Linked DNA regions of Mus musculus: region 1 is linked to region 2. Evidence: chromatin contacts called from public promoter capture Hi-C data. All regions are on one chromosome and are shown on one strand. The core of a region is the stretch at or near the end of the contact, and the rest is flanking DNA. Distances in the headings are between cores, read along the strand shown. Region 1 overlaps Ryr3 (ryanodine receptor 3). Region 2 holds the start of Ryr3 (ryanodine receptor 3).

Region 1 (4,760 bases), core at 1,764-4,263, 160 kb before region 2:
TTAAAAACTGAGAGACAACACAAGCATTAGTTTAGGTGTACATGTAGTTAGACTAATCAGCTCCCAATAACTTCTTCCACAATCCCTTCTTAGTTCAGGAGAAATACAAGCACACACATATGTATATACAAATAGAAGTCCCTCCCTGCAACATGCACGAGTCTACTCTAAAATAGTAAAAAAAGTAATAAATATATAAACCAGTAACATTTATTATGAACTGTGCATAATTGTCTGTGTACACTTTGATGTGACTGGCACTAGGGTGGGTTTGATGGTGGATTGAGTGTCAATTTCCCATATAATGATGGTTATGGTCGTCAAGAAGTAAGACTTTTCAGCTTTAGCATAATCGTATGGGACCAGCAATGAAGTCATATATGGTGCATTTCTCAGCCTATGTCTCTGCTATTCAGTGATGTGTGACTACCTTCCTAGTTTAGGGCAATCTGTCTCCCAAAGAGCTATTATAACATAACACATTTTATGTTTTATTATAACGTAAAAGAAAGAGACACATGCTTCATTGATGAACCCCTATTTACTATTGTATATTTACTGAGGTATACACCTGTGGTAGAGCTCTTATCTAGCATACATGAAGCCCTCAGTTCAACTTCCCTGTACTGTAGAAACAAAACAAAATAAATACTTAATCCTCAGCACTGCCATAAATGTGAAAAACTATAAAACAGGCTATGTGACAAATTCTGTGGACTTACTGTGAAGTCAAGAGAAATTTTCATTTGTCTGGCAAAAAAGGTTATTATGCGGTCCATGACCTATACAAGCTCCCATACAGCTAACATTAACCTCTCTTCAAACTAGACACAGCCTATGAGTTACCTATATCTGGGCCAGAATATAATGTAATATAAATGGACACAGAAGGCATAAAAGACATTTGAGTACAAATTAATAATTTTTAAGGCTTTAAAAATAAATTTTTCTCTAATATGGTGCTTGACATTTTAAATCTTCTTAAATTCCAGTTGACAAATGGGTGATTGCTAATGGTCTTTGTCTAAAACTACAAAATAGAAGCAGATTTGAGAGGGATTTTGTGGTAGCAAGCTTCCCGGGAGGTTTCAGAGATGCATCCAGGTTGACACTGGTGCTGCTGTGAAGATTTTCTCAGATGGGCTCGACATTCATAGAGCACAAACCTCCTCTGACACTAATGTACTGCTGTTCGCAGTTATGTAATTATGGTTAAAGTATTGTGATGGGTTTTAAGACTGTCTTGTACGTTGATTGATTTTTGTGACTCGGTTTTCATATAAAATTCATTACAGTTGAATGGTGAAGAGCATTGAGCCCCGAAATCAGTCTGGCTGGGCTGAAATCTTATTGCTGGATCCAGTCAGAAGACCTGGAGCAAAGTGTGTTAACTTCTCACCTTACTGTGTTTTGTTTGTTTGGTTTTTTTGCTTTTTTGTTTTGATTTTTTTTTTTTTGCTTTTTGTTTTGGTTGGTTGTTTTTGTTGTTGTTGTTTTGTTTTGCTTTGAGGTTTTTTTTGTTTGTTTTTAATTGTTTTGGTTTTTGTAAAATGGAAAAATATTATTCATTTTTCCATAATTTATTTGAGGATTGATCTAAAGAAAACCAGCCCTTTCCCCACAAAATGTTTCCATATAACAAGTACTTAGTACAAACTGGTAGCCTTCTTTATTTTATTGTATCTTGTTAGGCCATGTTTTGTTGAAATCCCTGGGAGGCCTGCCCTTTTCTGAAGGGAAATGGAAGAGGAGTGGATCTGAGGGGGAGGAGATGGGAGAGGGTTGTTAGGATGAATGAAGGGAGGGGAAAGTGCAGTCAGGATATATTGTATAAGAGAAGAATTTTAAAAACCCTTTAGGAATTACCAACACTTAATGGTCTGTATCTCTTTGTAACAGCAGGATACACAGCCCAACTCCCATTGACTTGTTATTGATGTTTGTAAAAGTGGTGGAGTGATTTAAAAGAAGATACACAGCTGATTTTCATGGGGTTGCAGGCAGCTTTTCTGACAGCTGAAACAGTTTTAAATTCACAAAGCATAAATTACCCTTAACTGATTACTCAAGGCAATGTCTGGCTTGCATTGGGAAGTTGGAAGTTAAAGGAAAATCATACCATTTCCGTCTCACAGTCAACTGTCAGCTTCTAAGTGACTGCCAGACTAAAATACACGGGAAACACCCCTTCAGCGTCCACACATACTCCATAATTACATATACATGGGAAATACCCTCTTCAGCATCCACATACTCTATAGCTACATTTTTTTTCCAATATGAATAGAGTCTTCCTATCCTTTGACCCCACAACCCTGAGAAATTCAAATAACCACAGCTCACTTTCCATTTGCTTTCCATTAGGCTTCCTCGTCAAGAATAGTCTGAGGAAGTTAGTGCTGGTGATGTAATAGAAGCATCTAAGAATGAACTTCCAGAGGCTCTGGCTTGAACTCTTGTTCCCTGACTGGCGTCTTGACTTTGGGTGAGCTCCCTATTTTAGTGAACCTTACTTTCAAACTGAAACTAATCATGCACATAGACATTCTATAGACTAACTTTAAAGCACACTGTGATAGGAACAACAATGTATTTAAATTCTTATTACTTATTTTCTGAGGATCCCATCTTACTTGAGACACATCCCCCTGCCCCCTCAATTTCCTCCTGATCTGACTTGCAAGCTCTCTACATTCCTACTAAATTCTGGAAGATTGCTATTGATGCCACCGAAAAATCAGCAGTTCTAGAGTTAACCTGTTTTTTTGTTTTGTTTTGTTTTTTTTTTTTTTTTTTGTCTCACTTATCTGACTGTGGAGCCCATGTTTCCCACTCTTTAACTGTGGGTCTCTCTCTCCTACCCATAGCCATTCTCATCCCCACGTGGTATGTTTCTCAGCCTCTGCCAGGCAAATGAGAACTGTTACTATCCAGAATGATGCATAGAGAATGAGGAGCAAGGAGTGGGTGGAGGAGGATGCGGTGCCAATTCCAACAGAGGGTGTGGCAGCCACTGCTATCGTCTGGGGGAAGGGGAAAGCAAGCCACCATTCGTGGGGTGTGTATTATGCACAGCTCTGTGCCAGGTACTTACAAAATGAATCAGGCTCAGAATCTGTCCTTTACCCAAAGCCATAACACTGGCGGTGATAAAATGAGGAGTCAAACTAGCTGAATGCCATTGGAAATTCTGGGTGTTTTGAGGCAGTGTGAGATGTCTCTAGTAAGGACAGTGGGGACACAGTGATGTCCACAAGTCTGTGGAAAGGCTAGAAGTAGGCTGGTTCTTTAAGCTAGACAATTATTACATCTGCTTTCCCCGGAGCTGAAGATTGGCTGCAGTAGGGGAGAGCACCACATGTTTTCTACGACCAAACACGTACTCTGGAAAGCTTTCCTTTAATAGAATGTATGCAGGAATCAATCCACACACTTGTCCAGAAACTCACAAATTCATGACTCAGTACTTCTGTGAAACTGAGGATCATGTGCGGTCTGTTGTCTAAATTTAAGCTTACTACATGGATAGTCCCCTAAGCTGACATTGCATTTCTATCCTCACCTCTGCCCTCCCCCACTCCGAAAAATAAACCCCAAATGCAAATTCATGTAAATCCTATTCAAAATAATGGAGAGTGTTAGATCTGTGCCCAGAACCAGCCAATGCCACTCTGTCCCAAATAGTTTCAGCTCAGCCCTCCACTATGTGTGAATCGCTACTCAGAACCATTTGACTTGGGGCAAGAGGCAGGAGTGTTTGCTTCACGTCCACAGGCTGGTGATGTCCAGGCTCTGTCCCTTTCTTTCTTCCATCCTCACCTCAGAAGTCAATTATGTGCCACGAAACTTGGTCACACTCTTGTCTTCTCACAAAAAGTGCAACCGATAGACTTAAAAAAGAATTATTTAGCAGGATGTTTTCTCTGTCTATAAGACATCTCAGCTCTCTGGAAGTGGCAAGGTGAATAATGCCCCTGGCATCTTTTTGTGTGAGGAATGCTTTAGCTGAGGCACTGAAGAACCAGCTCACTGAAAAGCTGGCTTCTTCTCCTCTCCTCCAGGTCTTGAGGTTTCAGCCTTGGGAAGTGCAAGGAAAAGGCGCAGAGAGAGGACAGGGGAACACTGAGAGGAGGGCGTGGCTGCCATAAGCTCAGATTCAAGACAAGGTTTCTGCTGAGAATTCCACCTCATCAGGGCCATGTCCTCAATTGCCTCTTGCCCATCTACCTACCACGTACCTCTCTCAAGAGCTCAGTGTTTTATGTTTGGTTCTGTCTGAATACCTTCTTCTCATGCTAACATGAAATCATTGCCTCCAAATGAAGAATCCACCTCACATACCTTGTCAAAAAATCCAGCCTCTAAATGATCTCTCTCTCTCTCTCTCTCTCTCTCTCTCTCTCTCTGTGTGTGTGTGTGTGTGTGTGTGTGTCTCCCCCTCGCCATCTCTCTCTCTCTCCATTTTTCTGTTTCTCTGTCTCTGTCTGTCTCTATCTCCTTCTTTGTCTCTGCCTCTCTCTCTGTCTCTCTGTCTCTGTCTCTGTCTCTGTCTCTCTCTCTCTCTCTCTCTCTCTCTCACACACACACACACACAGACAGACAGACAGACACACACACACACACACACACACACAAACTGCTTTACTTTAGGAAAGTGTCAGAACACCTCCAGCTTTTGTGATGGCATCTCTTATTTTTTTTATTCAGCAACGGAACTGACTACACATGGCTCTGCTACATTTTAAAATACCTGACTGAGA
Region 2 (5,000 bases), core at 927-3,426:
TCTCTCAGTTCCAAGCAAGAATAAGATGAAGATCATACTTAAGATTACCTCATGTAAACTACCTCACAATCCTTTAAAAAAAAAATCCAGGTAATTTTGCTGAAGAAAGAATTGGTTTTGTCATACCTGGGAGTCACTCCCTGGTGACCTCAGCTCTCCTTCTGAGCTGTGCAGATACTCAGCCCTCTGCAAATGAACTATTGATCAGGGTGCTTGAGCCCCACAGAGTCTCTAGATTGGCTTTAAAAAGAGTTCCATTTACTCTGATCTCCAGAAAACTGGTGAGACAAAGTTAAACAACCACTGCCATTTTAAGCCTTGGCTACAGGTGTTCTCAACTACAACAACACTGCCCAGTACAGAGAAGGCTGGGAAGATGGCTACCGAAGCTAAGACAAGCAGCCTACATGAAATGAAGACTTGAGGTCAGGCTTCGGATCTCTAACCTTAACTCCTTGAGTCTCATCTTCAAGCTGCCTCAAGCTGCCCAAAGAAAATTTCCTCAATTATCTGTGCCTAGACTTTTAATAATAAACAAACAAACAAACAACATGGCTGAAGAGGGCACAAATCCAGAAGCACCTGTGCTGTTAGTCATTCACTATTGAGGACACCTGTTGGAGGAAAAGCAAAAGGGTCCCACGGGGCTCTGGGAAGAACAGGTAGTTTGCCGGGCCCTGAGACAGTGGGTGGGCTGTGTACAGTGTAAAGATGAACCAGGACAAAGTAGACGAGCTTCTGGCCTCTCGGACGTATTAGGAGAATGGTTGGTCTTCTCTGTCCGTCAAACAAGACCCAAGACTGAGCCTTGACCAAGGAACTGTGTTTGAAGAAGAGACAATGGAAGTAAGGATGGGTCTGAAAATTATTAGAAGGAAACTGCAAAGCAAGAGGGAACGTTCCAAAAGATGGACAGAGCAAAGTTGTCGTCCTCTATGACCAGGACAGAAAGAAGCAGGGCGCTCTTAAAAAGGACAGTGCAAGGTAAGATTTTCATTCTAATTCTCCAGACCTACCTACCTCGTCACCTAGCACTTATAAAGCATTTGTCAGTTGCAAAATATTATGGAATTCACTATTTCATTTAATTATCTTTCATGAAATGCTAGTTACATTTGCCTCCATTTTACACGAGAGGAAACTGAGGCTACGTAGAGAAGATTATATGAATTGTTCAAGGTCAGGTGGCTGAAATCAGCCCTAGGAAGCAACCTGCTGCCCCCTGTCCTTCAAGGTGGTCGACCACCTTGAGTTGTTAACTCCCGAAGGGGAAGACAGGCATAGCAGCGCTGGACTTTGCCCCGTTCCCCAAATCTGGGATGGAGCATTGCCCTCCATCCAGCGCCAAGAAGGGGACCTGATGACGCGGAGCCACAGACCGGGATTTCCCCATTCTGCAGGGTTCTTGGGAGCCTGGAGCACAAACAGTAGCTCTCACACACCCGCGGGTGAGTCAAGTAAGGTTTAGCAGCAGTTGCTGAATAGAGATTTAAAGAGAAGGGAGACGGACAGTACTGGATGAATTCCCTTCTGATCAGTCCCTACATTGCCACCAAAAGCAGGCGCCCGGTTTCCAGACCGGGATCCCCACTCTCGCCCCTGCCCCATTGGCTCCTTTCTTGACTGTCCCCTAGAGCCCAAAGGCAGCTCGAATGAGGGACCCGGCAAGGTGTGGAGGTGACAGGAGGCCGGTTGTGGAACACCTCTGATCTTCTGGGTCGGAGGAATCACAAGCCAAGCTCAGCTTGAAGTTTGAGCATCAAGGGTTTCAGACCAAGTAGCGAGTTGCCCGGAGAGCGAGCAGTCCCGGGTGGGAGACCTGAGAGTGTGAGGTGGCAGCACGGAATGAGGGGGAAAGGCTGAAGAAGGGGCCCCTTTCCACTCAGCCCCTCACCGCGGAGAGGTGGCTGGTCCGCCTCTGCAGCCTGCGAGTGCGGAGAACGCGCCCCGCACCGCGGCGCAGCGCAGCCCCTCCTCACCGCGCCGCGCTCCTCCCCACCTGCCCGCCGCCTCGCCCGGCCGCCGAGACTCACAGTCCTCAGGAACTGGATCTCATCCTCGCCTCCTTCTCCCGCTTCGGCCATGGCTCCCAGGGCGTGCGCTGCGCCCCAGCCTCGGGCGCCTCTGTTTCCCCTAGGCAGCGGCGTGCGCTGACTGCTGCTCTGCCGCTGCTCTTTCTCCTCCTCCTCCTCCTCCTCCTCCTCCTCCTCCTCCGTCCTCCTCCTCCTGCTCCTCGCTCAGCCTCAGCAGCGCCGAGCTAATCCCCGACCATATAGGGAGCTGGGCTAACACTTGACTGCACTGCAGAGCGCCAATGCCAGGCGAGCAGCCCGCCCACCCCTCTCTCCTCTCGCCCCAGCCAAGTGCGCGGCAGCCACGGACTCCGCGGACAGCGCAGCGCGGCGCGCGCCGGGCGGGTGTGGGGCAGAGCTAGGGACCCGGGCCGGAGCCGTGGAACCTCCCCCGCACCGCACGGCACCGCACATTCGGTGGAGACGCGCGCCCCGCGGCGACGGGAAGATGGCTCTTACACAAAGGCCAGTTGCTTAGATTCAGTGCCCCCAAATTGGGCACAAACCCTCTAGATTTGTCCACTTTGCACGGTGCATGTGTGTGTGTGTGTGTGTGTGTGTGTGTGTGAGAGTGTGTGTGTGTGTGTGTGTGAGAGAGAGAGAGAGAGAGAGAGAGAGAGAGAGAGAGAGAGAGAGAGAGAGAGAGAGAGAGAGTAAGTATTGGTTTCATATTTGGGTGGGAGTGCCCATCTGGAGCAGGGCGCTGACCACTCACCACCTCACCACCCATAATGGGTGTTCCTTTTTCATGCAGCAAGGAGAGACTGAGGGTGACTGCTCATCCATAACAAAGTTTGTAACCCCGTGGGTAGCTCTTCTTTAGAGAACCCATTCACTCTTTAAAATTTGATAAGGAGAGGGTACAATAATCAGAATGCACAGTACACGTGCATGAAATTGGCAAAGAACAAACTCAATAAACGTTTTGGTTTTGTTTTTTGTTTTTGTTTTTTTAATCTGATAAGGACACTACACCCCCATTGAATAGAGCTTCACTAGCCCCTGGGAGCTTCAAGAAGCTGTCCTCAATTTGGAAATCAGATGGCGTCAGAATTGTTTCTTTGTGCCCACGCTTACCCATACTCTGCACTTTAGAGCTAGCCCTCTGGACTCAGGGGAGTGTGAGGCTGCTGAGAGCACACAGTGTGTCCTAGGAGGCTACTAATCCTTACCTGACCTTGGGTGGATTTTTTAGGATTTGGGAGCAGTGAGATTGGTCCTCTAAAAGCACAGAGTGCAGGGTGTCCCTTCTGTATGCTGGTCAAGTAGTTTCTGGGCAAAACAAAAATGTTTTAAAAGAAAGTGCCTCAAGATGTAGGTGAGTAGCAGCTCTGGGTCTGAACCTACCAGCTCCTCTAAAGGCTGCCTGGAATACAGCATGCCATCCACACATTGTGGCACTTTACCTTTCATGCTTGCCTCTATGCCCAACCTTTGGATAAAGACTCTTGTCTCCATCACTGGCAAGAGTACATGTTGATAGATGAAAGGCCGAGGAACGCCATCAGCCATGGCTAGAACTTCAGCAGAACCCAGGGAACAGTGAAATACTCTCCGGGTGCTTGAACCATTGTAAGTCATCAAGGAAACCAAGAGCAGTTGACTAGAGGGGGGCCGTGTGACGGACATGGTGGCTAACTGACAGCCTATGGGGCCAGAGAAAATCTTTCCTTTTAGTCCGTTCAGCACTTTATACCTTTTTACATACAGCGTTGCTAAGTGCTATATGTATAACATCTGAAACCTGACTAATGAAATAAAATAGAGCTATATCTAATCAATACTGCTTACTTGTCCTACAACAGGGACTCTTAGGTGTGTTTTATCAACGAGAATAACAAAGCTTTAGAACATTAGAGAAAATGGCCACCATCATATAAATAAGCATCTCCTTTGCTATGCATTATTATCCATGGTGACCAGTTACCCAGATGGTGTTAATGGGGCCGGTGCTGTGTCCTCAATTCTAGGAAGGCTGGTTAGTTTCACTCAATTTGCGAGTTAAGGACCTAGCCCCTTCACTTTGACCCAAAACCTCGTAAAACCTTGTTCATTTTGCCAAAAGGAAGAAGCCATTGAATATAGAAACCAAATTATTCATGGGGACATAGAAACTAAGAGACCTCATTTGATTTAAATACTCTCTGCCCCGGTGAACCTATAGTAAACTGTATAGACCACTGAAATTAGCTTCAACGCCATTTCTCACCACCTCCAGCAATAACTAATCTTGGTTGGCACACCTGTGAAGAGGAAACCTCAGCTGAGGAATTACCTCCATCAGATTCACCTATGGCCAAGTCTGTGGGGATATTTTCTTGATTGCTAATTAATGGGAAAGGGCCCAGCCCACTGGGGGAGGGGTCGCCTTTGAAGACCCGGTCCTTGTATAAGAAAGCCAGGTGAGTTTAAGTCAGTAAACACCAGTTCTCCATGGTTTCTGTTTCAAGTTCCTATGTAAGTGTCTAGTTTGGAGTTACTACTATGGTGATAAAACACCATAACCAAAACCAACTTGGTGAAGAAAGAATTTATTTGGCTTAAGTTTTCACATCACTGTTCATCATTGAAAGAAGTCACCACAGATGTTGGAGATCATACCGTGAGAAAGTAAGCCTTTTGCAGTTTCCCACCCTAATAAGCCAAATGGCCTTGTGTTGGGAGCCAGTCACCTCCTCCTCCCTATCCCTTCCTGGCACCTAAGACTCTAAAAGTTTGAATTATAGTCCCCTCTTCCTTATCTCTTCCAGACTCCCAAGACTTCTAAGGACCTGAGTTATGTGCTGAGCCCAGCTTGACACCCCAGGCTGCCAGACTAGGGGTGGCCACATCCACAATGAGCAGGGCCCTCCCCTACCAATCACTAATTTTTAAAAACACCCTATAGGCTTGCCTGCAGCCTGATCTTATGGAAGCGTTGTTTGTTTG

The links. Promoter capture Hi-C pulls out the DNA fragments that hold promoters and counts their contacts.
Region 1: a promoter capture Hi-C map of hippocampal neurons shows a contact between it and region 2, with 5 times the contacts expected there. The contact joins the enhancer-like site here to the promoter of Ryr3 in region 2. A contact is called at or near these places in 6 of 39 promoter capture datasets (cranial neural crest, embryonic stem cells, epiblast stem cells and 2 more), 3 of 484 Hi-C or Micro-C datasets (cerebral cortex and cortical neurons), 3 of 115 datasets of contacts at active chromatin or transcription factors (embryonic forebrain, forebrain and neural tube) and 1 of 9 other capture datasets (embryonic stem cells).

What each region holds. Positions count from the first base shown.
Region 1 is chr2:113,056,163-113,060,922 of GRCm38.p6, forward strand. The region is part of intron 1 of Ryr3 (ryanodine receptor 3); the gene reads right to left. Among named protein-coding and RNA genes, the nearest start is that of Ryr3, 160 kb to the right of the region's middle. Within about 2 kb of position 3,014, at least 21 of the 459 cell types and tissues checked have an H3K27ac peak or open chromatin away from gene starts, as enhancers often do. A contact at or near this core is called in hippocampal neurons and second pharyngeal arch cranial neural crest, where this site is marked.
Region 2 is chr2:113,214,907-113,219,906 of GRCm38.p6, forward strand. Ryr3 (ryanodine receptor 3) reads right to left here and starts at 2,177. Exons shown (of 104, transcript NM_001319156.1): 1 at 2,034-2,177. The coding sequence starts at 2,084.